2 separate regions of the Gossypium hirsutum genome follow, and region 1 is linked to region 2. The links are chromatin contacts, called in public Hi-C maps. All regions are on one chromosome and are shown on one strand. Each heading gives the region's core, a stretch centred on a gene start, on an enhancer-like site or on the middle of the called end of the contact. The rest is flanking DNA. Distances are from core to core; before and after follow the strand shown. Region 1 holds the start of LOC107899426 (formamidase). Region 2 holds the start of LOC107888693 (probable N-acetyltransferase HLS1).

Region 1 (4,749 bases), core at 170-2,669, 470 kb before region 2:
ATACTTGTCAATTTTGAAAATTACCAAATTGGTCTCAAAATAGTGACAAAAAATTCAAAATAATATTATTTTTAAAACTCAAATATTTATAACAATTCTAAAATTTATATTTCCCATTAAATATAAATATTATAAAAAATTTCTAAAAAATATATAAAAATGTTAAAAAGTAAAAAAAACCCTAAAATAATATTTTTAAGACCTAAATCCTAAACTCTAAAAATCCTTACAAATCCTAAACAAAAACCGTTAAAAAGCTCTAAACCTTAACCCTAATTTTTAAAAAAAAAAACCCTTAAATGAACCGTGAAGAGAAAAGGAAAACATGTCCAGCTGGATACGCTTTACAGACCGAGCAGGAAAGCACATCCAGCTGGAAGCGTTTTCCTGCCAAATCCGTTGAAAACGCGTTCAACTAGACGTGTTTTTCTTTTCTCTCTCCAAAATCGACTTAATCTAGAAAATTTCAACAAAAAAAAAACCAGCCTAATCTAATCATATTTCTAAAATTTCAGTATTTTTAGGTAATTCACCCCTTTTATTTCCCTATTCTATCTTTATCTTTTTCTTCTCTCTTTCAGGATAAGTCTTTTCTTTTTTTCTTTTTAACTTCCTAGCTGCGTCTTTAATTTTCATAACTCAACATTTTTATAACTCAAAAGTGCCTTCAATCAAACCCAAAATGACGAAAGAAACAAAAGTAGTTTCCTATAACCAAACATCTTTATAACTCAAAAATGGCTCGTCTTCCATGGAAAACCCATCTATGAAAGTCAAAACGGGTAAGGAGCCTCGCACTAGGCCCATTTCAAACCGGTCCTTGTTCGGAATCTAGAGAGCAGCCCATTCTTTTAAACTGCTGTCTTCATCGCCTCAAATCTTCCATATTCATTGCTGAGCACTTAAAAGCACAACTATTGCCCCGATTTCAGCTCCATTTTATGACTCTATTCTTGGCTATGTAGAGATTTTACTTTGATTTTGAAATAAAGACTTGAAAGATTTTTAGTGTTTTTAAGTTTAGGATTTAGGAAATTTCATCTAGAATTGGGACTTGGTTTCAAATTGTGTATAAAGTTTCACAAATGAGATTTTAAGATTTTAAGGTTCAAGTTTGAAGGAGTTATTGTATTAATACAAATTTTGTACATATTCTATGCAAATTTAATTTGAGCGGATTCTTATAAATTATTTTGCATTCTGGGTTTGTGCAGATGAATTATATTTTTAGTTTGAGAATATTTTATCTATTAAGTTAAAAGAATTGAGAGCAAGAGAGTCAAAGTGGGGTTGTTATTTTATTTATTTTTAACAATTTTAACTTAAAAAGAATAAAAGGTGAAAAAACAATCCAAGCGTTGGGTTGGTTCATTTAAGAAATATAATCAACCATAATGTTTTTGGTAAAGGATTGGATGGTTATGTCAAATATACCATGTATTGACGCAAATCTGAGTCAGATACCACTTGCATTCACTTCCGTGATTCTACCAAATAGCCATCTAATAACTGTTACTCTGTCCTAGAAGAAAATCCAAGGTAAGTTGTGAAGTCAGTTCCAAGTGGTCCATCCATCAAAGCAAAAAAATCCCAACTCCCAACCCATAGCTATCCAAAATGAAGGGTTTCGGGACCTATTATTTGTAATTCAAGACTTGAGCCATGGCTCACTATGTTGCAAAGGTAGTGGTGCCTATAGACCTGAAGAAAAAGCCATGGGAACAAAAACATCCCCTCCACAACCGGTGGCACCCCGACATACCAGTTGTTGCAGAGGTTAAAGATGGAGAGGTTTTCAGAGTTGAAATGGTGGATTTCAGTGGAGGTGGAATAACAAGTGACTACTCTGCCGAAGATGTCAAGCATGCTGATCAATCTATTGTGAGTTTCTACCTCCATCTTTTGCCTCCCCACTTTCCTTTCTTTCAACTTCTACTGCAACATAAAGCTGTTCCTATAATTTTTCTTAACCATTTTTCAAGTAAACAATAAGTTCCAATGTTTCTTATTGGCAATTTTAATCAAACCCTGTTGTCTAGTTAGTGAACCTTGGTATTTCAGTCTAGTAAAACCAAAATGGGACCATTGGAAAAATGGTCGAACCCCATTTGTCAGCAAGTAGAGTATTGGTCAAGACTCAAGAGTCAATACTTGCTTCAGTGGGTGACATTTGGCAAGACTGAAACAAATATCTCAACAATCTCCCTGTTTTCCCCAAAGCTTAATCCATGGCTCCTCCAACTCCAAGGCTAGTGGTGTCAGTAGATTTGAAGAAGAAGCCATGGGAACAAGCTCTACCTCTTCACAATCGTTGGCACCCTGAAATCCCTCCGGTTGCCCATGTTAAGGTCAGTGAGGTCTTTAGAGTAGAAATGGTAGACTGGACTGGAAGTGTCATAAAAGATGATGATTCTGCAGCTGATGTAAAATTCATAGACCTCTCCACTGTAAGTAAACAAACTCCATTATCTGAGTCAGGGAAAAAAGAAATAAGCTAAATATAACATCTTATGTCAGATAAATAATCTTTGAATTGAACCTACTGGTTATGATATAAAAATATTATGCAAATGATACAGGTTCATTATCTGAGTGGGCCTATAAGAGTTGTAGACAAGAATGAGACACCTGCCATGCCAGGTGATCTTCTTGCAGTGGAAATATGTAACCTGGGTCCTTTACCGGGTGATGAATGGGGTTATACAGCAACTTTTGACAGAGAAAATGGAGGAGGGTTTTTGACGGACCATTTTCCATGTGCAACAAAAGCTATTTGGTATTTTGAAGGAATCTATGCCTACTCTCCTCATATACCGGGTGCAATTTCCATTAATTCCCACTAGTTATAAGCTGTCAAAATGCTTCCCTTTGTTTCTATTGTCATTTAAAAAGGTTCATATGAACTGCAGGGGTGAGATTTCCGGGGTTGACTCATCCGGGAATAATTGGAACGGCACCATCAATGGAACTTCTGAATATATGGAATGAAAGAGAAAGAGAAGTAGAAGAAAATGGCCACAAGTCCCTAAAACTATGTGAAGTTTTGCATTCACGACCATTGGCAAACCTTCCTTCAACCAAAGGCTGCCATTTGGGGAAGGTAGTTTGCATCAGTTTGCTTGATCAGTAGCTTAATGTCTTGCAGGCTGCCTTCGTGTTTGAGATTCAACTGCAATTAGTAGGCCATGATATGCTTACTTAGATGCAATTTTCAACCAGAGAGTGATAATATCATAATGTACTGTAATGATGACAATGTGTAGATAAAAAAGGGGACTGCTGAATGGGAAAAGATTGCTAAGGAGGCTGCGAGGACTATTCCAGGAAGAGAAAATGGTGGAAATTGTGACATAAAAAACCTTAGTAGAGGTTCTAAAATATATCTTCCCGTGTTTGTTGAAGGAGCTAACCTTAGCACTGGTGACATGCATTTCTCTCAAGGTGATGGTGAAGTCTCATTCTGTGGAGCAATTGAGATGAGTGGTTTTCTTGAGCTTAAGTGAGTTTCAATTTTCATCGCACCGGAAATTTAGTAATTCGCAGAGTTGTTGCATAAATTTAATTGCTTTCATAACTGGTACCTGGTTTAATAGGTGTGAAATTATAAGAGGTGGAATGAAAGAGTACCTTACTCCAATGGGGCCAACCCCTCTTCATGTAAATCCGATCTTTGAGATCGGACCAGTGGAACCGAGATTCTCGGAATGGTTGGTTTTTGAGGGAATAAGCGTGGATGAGAGTGGAAGGCAACATTTCCTTGATGCAAGTGTTGCATATAAACGTGCAGTGCTCAATGCTATCGACTACCTCTCCAAGTTCGGGTACTCGAAAGAACAGGTATTTATGTTCCCTCAATTTTGAATCATAAAGAAATATATCACCTATGGTTAAGCCATTACTGATCCGAACGGAACAACGGTGCTCTCATCAGGTTTACCTTCTGCTATCCTGCTGCCCTTGTGAAGGAAGGATCTCCGGAATTGTAGATGCACCAAATGCTGTTGCAACTCTTGCAATTCCAACTGCCATCTTCGACCAGGTATCCTTCTCCGAAAAGATTAACTCATAGTATCATCATTCCATTCTTTTCTAGGCTCCGAAATCTCCACTTGCATGACAAAGTTAAAAATGATGGTCGTGTATCATTTGCAGGACATTCGTCCAAAAGCCGGAAAGGTGCCGATAGGGCCTCGGCTAGTGAGAAAACCAGATGTTTTAAGATGCAGTTATGATGGAAATCTTCCCACAACGAAGAACCCAGCTGCCTCAATGTAACTTAAGTCTACGGAGCTAAGACCAAGAAACTGCAGTATTGGGTTTTCGTTTCTATGCCTTGTGGGACTTTTATACACATGGAAACAACTATGGATGAACGACATTAATGTAAAGAATAAACTCCAGCTTCTGGACAAGATCGAATCCCCGATAGGATGTTATATGTTTTAAGAACTTATATAAGAACAGCTATAAAAGAGCCTTCAATCTATGCGCATATACATACACATTGAAATGCTAGTTATGTCTTGGTGAAGAGATGAATTTCTAAGAAACTATTTGATTTAGAAAACTAAGATCATTGAAACCAGTTAAACATGGAAGGATGCCATTGAATAACAAGACGCTCATCCTCAGAAGTTATGTTACATACAACGATATACTCGATTATATATTGACAGTGTTCAATGATGTTGGAGGATGCGCATTTGACATAAACACTGTCGAAACATTGTCATCGTAGTCTGATACTTT
Region 2 (4,838 bases), core at 802-3,301:
ATTAAAATTAAAAGGTAAAGTCAAAATTTAAGGAAAAATAATTACAATATTAATTTACATATTCTATCCATTACATATATTTGAACTCAAAGGCTTTTTACATGTTATTTTGTGAAATTTTATACAATTTTTAGATTGTTTTAGAATAAAAACCAAAATAATATAATATATAAATATTAAAAATTTATTTATTATTTGGATAAATTATACCAGATGTCACTAAATTTTAATTAATTTTTAATTATTTTAACTGAAATTTTAAAATTTAAAAAGATACCATTAATATTTTCAGATGATTACAAAATATCATTAAACCGTTTATTGATGGGAAACCGTTTATTGGTAACGGAAACAATGATTTGACTTTATTTTAATACTAAAATTATTTCCTTTCTTTTTTAATATATATTTTTTTTCCTCTTCCTCTTCTTCTTCTTCTCATTTACCTTCCCTAGCCAACCCTAGTTGCCACTGATTTCACCACCATCGATGGCTTTCATCGGCTGTTCTCTTCATGCTGCTCTTCCGCACCATCCCATGCCATTTTGTGCCTAATGGATTGAGTCCACCGACCTCCTAATCCTTTTTCATCTCTCTTAAACAAAGTTCAGTCTTTTTATAATTATTATTTTTCTAATTTCAAAGAAAACAAACAAAATTAGCCAATCAAATAAAAAAGCAAAATTAATTGATGTTTTCGATTCATTGGGTCTGGGTTGCCCAAAGGGTCTGATATGGTGGCAGCTGCTGCACTCCCTGTCGCTTTTCCAAAAAAGCTAAAGAGGAAATTAAAGATACAATCATAAAAAAAAATTTTAGGAGATCTAAAACAACAAAAAAGAAAATCAAGACAGGGTCTTTAAAAACAACAAAAACATTTTGAATGAACTTTTTTCTTCAAAGAAACGTCATGCTTCATCTAGAGTGAAAGAGAGAGCAAAAAGACGAAAAATGAAAACAAATAGAGAAGAAAAGGCTAACATGTAGTAACCAAAAAGAACCTTAAATATGAGTTGCAAAATGCTTCCATGTTTTCTTTCCCTACCGTAACAAAAAACAAATTAGAAACTTTGCAATAAAATAAAAAAAGCACATAGAACTCCACGCATTAGTTATACACCTTCTTCCTCGGGGTTGTCGTCATATGCTGAAGTCAATCATATTCTCTTCATTTTCAAGCTTAAATGTTGAAAAAGAAAAAAACTTCAAACGTTGATGGGTTTAAGGGTTGGGGCTAGGCTTATCGATATCAAGGGATAGTCTTGGGAGATCCACCGGTGGGTTCGATGTCCGAGGAAGCCACTGGCGATGGTGGAATCGGTGGCGGATAGGGTTTACTGGAAAGGGAGATAAGATGGAAAGAAAGGAAGAAGAAGAAGAAGGGAAAAGAGAGAAAATAAAAAAAGGAAAAAAAGAAAAGAAATAAAAAATATATTTTTGGTGAATATAAAAATATATTTTTAAACACTGTTAAAGTGACATTTTTGTGATAATCTGATAATATTAATGATATTTTTATAATAATACGATAATATTAGTGATATTTTTGTAAGTTTTGAAAATTTAATGGTACAAATTAAAAATTAATTAAAATTTAGTGGGATATGGTGGAGTGTACGTTTTGTTATTATATCAATAATTAAAATGATGTATAATTGATGAAAATATTAATAGAATTAAATTATTTTGGTAAGGATGATTTGAAGAAATTGAGAAAATATTTTTGCCAAATGGCAGAGAAATTAATCAAAAAGAAAACACTGAGCAGACCCGCAGCCATAGCCGCCATTTCCACTTCCCCCCTTTTTTTGTGATGATTAATAATATTCTTTTATTTACTGCTCCCATTTAAATTTTATTTATGACAACATTTGTCACTAGTCTTAAAAGTGGGAGAAAGGGGAGATACATGGACAGACAAAAGAGAAGACAGAAGAAGGGAAAGGGACTTCAAAGCACTGAATTATTAAAAACAAAAAGGAGAGTGATTGAGATTCTATTCTTGAGAGACGAGAGAGAGAAAGAGAGGGGGGGGGGGGAGTAAATAAAAAGGCTTTTGTTCTTTTATAAAATAAAAATATTCCCCAATTCATTAGTATTTAAGAGGCAGCTTCAACCCGATTGTTTCTCTGTCGATGAACTTCTCAGTATCTCCTCTTCCTCAAAAGTAAACCTAACATACAACAATCTCTGGTTTCCAGAGACTTCCAAAGCTTTTTCTTCATTCGTGGTGTCTTGCAGAAGTGGTGTCCGTTGTTCTTTACTTGTGCAATTGAGAGTTAAAAAGAAAAAATCATGGGAGATGACAAGTGTGTTTTAGTAATAAGAGAGTTTGATCCGAGCAAGGATTTAACAAGTGTAGAAGAAGTTGAAAAAAGATGTGAGGTTGGTCCCAGCGGCAAACTCTCTCTCTTTACCGACCTCTTAGGCGACCCTATTTGCCGGGTCCGCCATTCCCCTGCTTTTCTCATGCTGGTACTGTATATGATATCCCTCCTCCCTTTTGTCCCTTTTTTTTTTAAATAATCTCCATTACTAAATTCCACTATTTATCTACGTATAATAAATACAGCCTTTAACATTAATATTTTCTGCATCTTTGTAAACAAGCAGGTGGCTGAGTTAAGCTCAACAAAAGAAATAGTTGGGATGATTCGAGGTTGCATTAAAACCGTTACATGCGGCAAAAAGCTTTATCGCAATAGCGAAAGCAATCATCCCACTAAACCCTTCCCCGTATACACCAAACTCGCTTACATTTTAGGCCTTCGGGTCTCCCCTTCCCACCGGTATTTACTATAAATGCCCCAACAAACCATTTTTAGTACGTTAATACATCAGTAAATGAATTATTTTGATTTCTTTGTTGGGTTTTTTATCCACAAGAGAATGGGAATTGGGTTAAAGTTGGTCCGAGGAATGGAAGATTGGTTTGTCCTAAACGGCGCTGAATATTCCTACTTAGCAACGGAAAACGACAACAAACCTTCTGTTAAGCTCTTCACTGATAAATGCGGTTACTCCAAGTTCCGTACTCCTACTATTTTGGTTAACCCCGTTTTCGCTCATCAACTCCCCGTTTCCAATCGGGTCACTCTAATCAAGCTTCCGCCGTCCGACACTGAGTTGCTATACCGCCGCCGGTTCTCCACCACCGAGTTCTTCCCTCGCGACATTGACTCGGTTCTTAATAATAGACTTAACATTGGAACCTTTTTGGCCGTGCCACGTGGAGGCTGTTACACGCAAAAGTCTTGGCCCGGGTCGGATAAGTTTTTACCAGACCCGCCAGAGTCGTGGGCTGTTTTGAGTGTTTGGAATAGCAAGGACGTGTTTAGGCTGGAAGTTCGAGGGGCGTCGAGGATGACGAAGGCGTTGGCTAAAACGACAAGGATCGTGGACAAGTTATTGCCGTTTTTTAGATTACCGTCGATCCCGGAAGTGTTTAGGCCGTTCAGTTTGCACTTTTTGTACGGTTTGGGAGGGGAAGGTCCACGCGCGGCCAAGTTTGTGAATGCATTGTGTGCACACGCGCATAACTTGGCTAAACAAGGAGAGTGCAGTGTGGTGGTGACTGAGGTGGCGACTCTTGAGCCGTTGAAAATGGGGGTCCCACATTGGAAGAGTTTATCATGTGATCAAGATTTATGGTGTATCAAGCGACTCGGGGAAGAATACAGTGACGGGTCTGTCGGTGACTGGACTAAATCACCCCCTGGACTTTCCATATTTGTAGATCCTAGAGAAGTCTAAAATCTAACCTACAAAGAAGGAAAATCTTAGTCTCTCTCTCTCTCCTTTCTTTTGCAAATAATTTTGGGGAAGATAAAAAGAGGGAATTAGAAGATATGGGTCTTTGTGTGAAAAAGAAAATGAATATCCTCTTTTTTTTTCTTTTTTTTTGGCTGTAGATATTTTGGTTTTTAGTAAATGGGATGTGGCTTTAAAGATCCTGTAGTAGCCAAACAAAGCCTTAGTTTTAGAAGCGGGGTTGAATATCTTTTTACAGAATTTTCTTTTTAGTTGTTCCAATGTTTAAAAACGGTTTTCTCTCTATAGGAATGAGAATAACGTATAATCAGAATATACTTGAAATAAAAAATAAAAAAAAAACTCCAATGAACTCTTGGGCTTTATTATTTTTCAGAATAGGGATAAAACCCTTAAAATTTTCTATTAATTTTGAAAATGAAGAAAAGAGTAAGTAATCCAAACACCTTTTCAATTATAACTTTTTTGAATTTTAAAATATAAATAATTATGAAAACCTACTCGAAAGTGTAGAGATTTTTTTTTTTTAAATTAATATTTTTCTAGCAGGTATTTAGAGCATAAAAAATATGATTATATGCTTTTAGATAGCGACACAACTACCTCTATCATTGTTTAATTTGGAAAATATTAATGGAGATCTTAGTATCTTTCTAATTAAAGGGGTGGTGGAGAAAGAAATATGAAATTCTCTCCCTAACAACGAAGAAGAATATCCATTATGATTTTTTTTTTTGGTTGGGATGAAGTAGAGAGTCTAGTCTATATATAAATAATAAGAATGAGAGATTAATGATATGGAAGACTTTGTATTTTAGCTGCTATGCCTTTTGGCTTTACTTTTATTTGTTTTTAAAAGGCAAGATTGAAATTCAAACTGAAAGGAATAGGATAGAATGTACGATTTTTTTTTTCAATCGGCTTCCATTTTAATAACAAACTCAATTTATTAATTGGATGTCAATTCAATTCAATTAGCTATTATTAATATTTTTTTGAATTTAAACCTCATTTATTTATTTATTTTGATTTTTTAAAATATTTATAGGAGTGAATAAACTATAAAA

What was found. A called contact is a pair of places that touch in the nucleus more often than the background predicts.
Region 1: a contact with region 2 is called in a Hi-C map of leaf, with 4 times the contacts expected there. The contact joins the promoter of LOC107899426 here to the promoter of LOC107888693 in region 2. A contact is called at or near these places in 6 of 34 Hi-C or Micro-C datasets (leaf and seedling).

What each region holds. Positions count from the first base shown.
Region 1 is chrA11:63,615,665-63,620,413 of Gossypium_hirsutum_v2.1, reverse strand. It overlaps LOC107899426 (formamidase), which reads left to right and starts at 1,419. Exons shown (of 7, transcript XM_016825138.2): 1 at 1,419-1,881; 2 at 2,580-2,817; 3 at 2,910-3,100; 4 at 3,264-3,499; 5 at 3,594-3,837; 6 at 3,932-4,039; 7 at 4,153-4,486. The coding sequence starts at 1,663. The coding sequence ends at 4,275.
Region 2 is chrA11:63,147,369-63,152,206 of Gossypium_hirsutum_v2.1, reverse strand. LOC107888693 (probable N-acetyltransferase HLS1) reads left to right here and starts at 2,051. Exons shown (of 3, transcript XM_016812865.2): 1 at 2,051-2,475; 2 at 2,614-2,782; 3 at 2,879-3,877. The coding sequence starts at 2,296. The coding sequence ends at 3,753.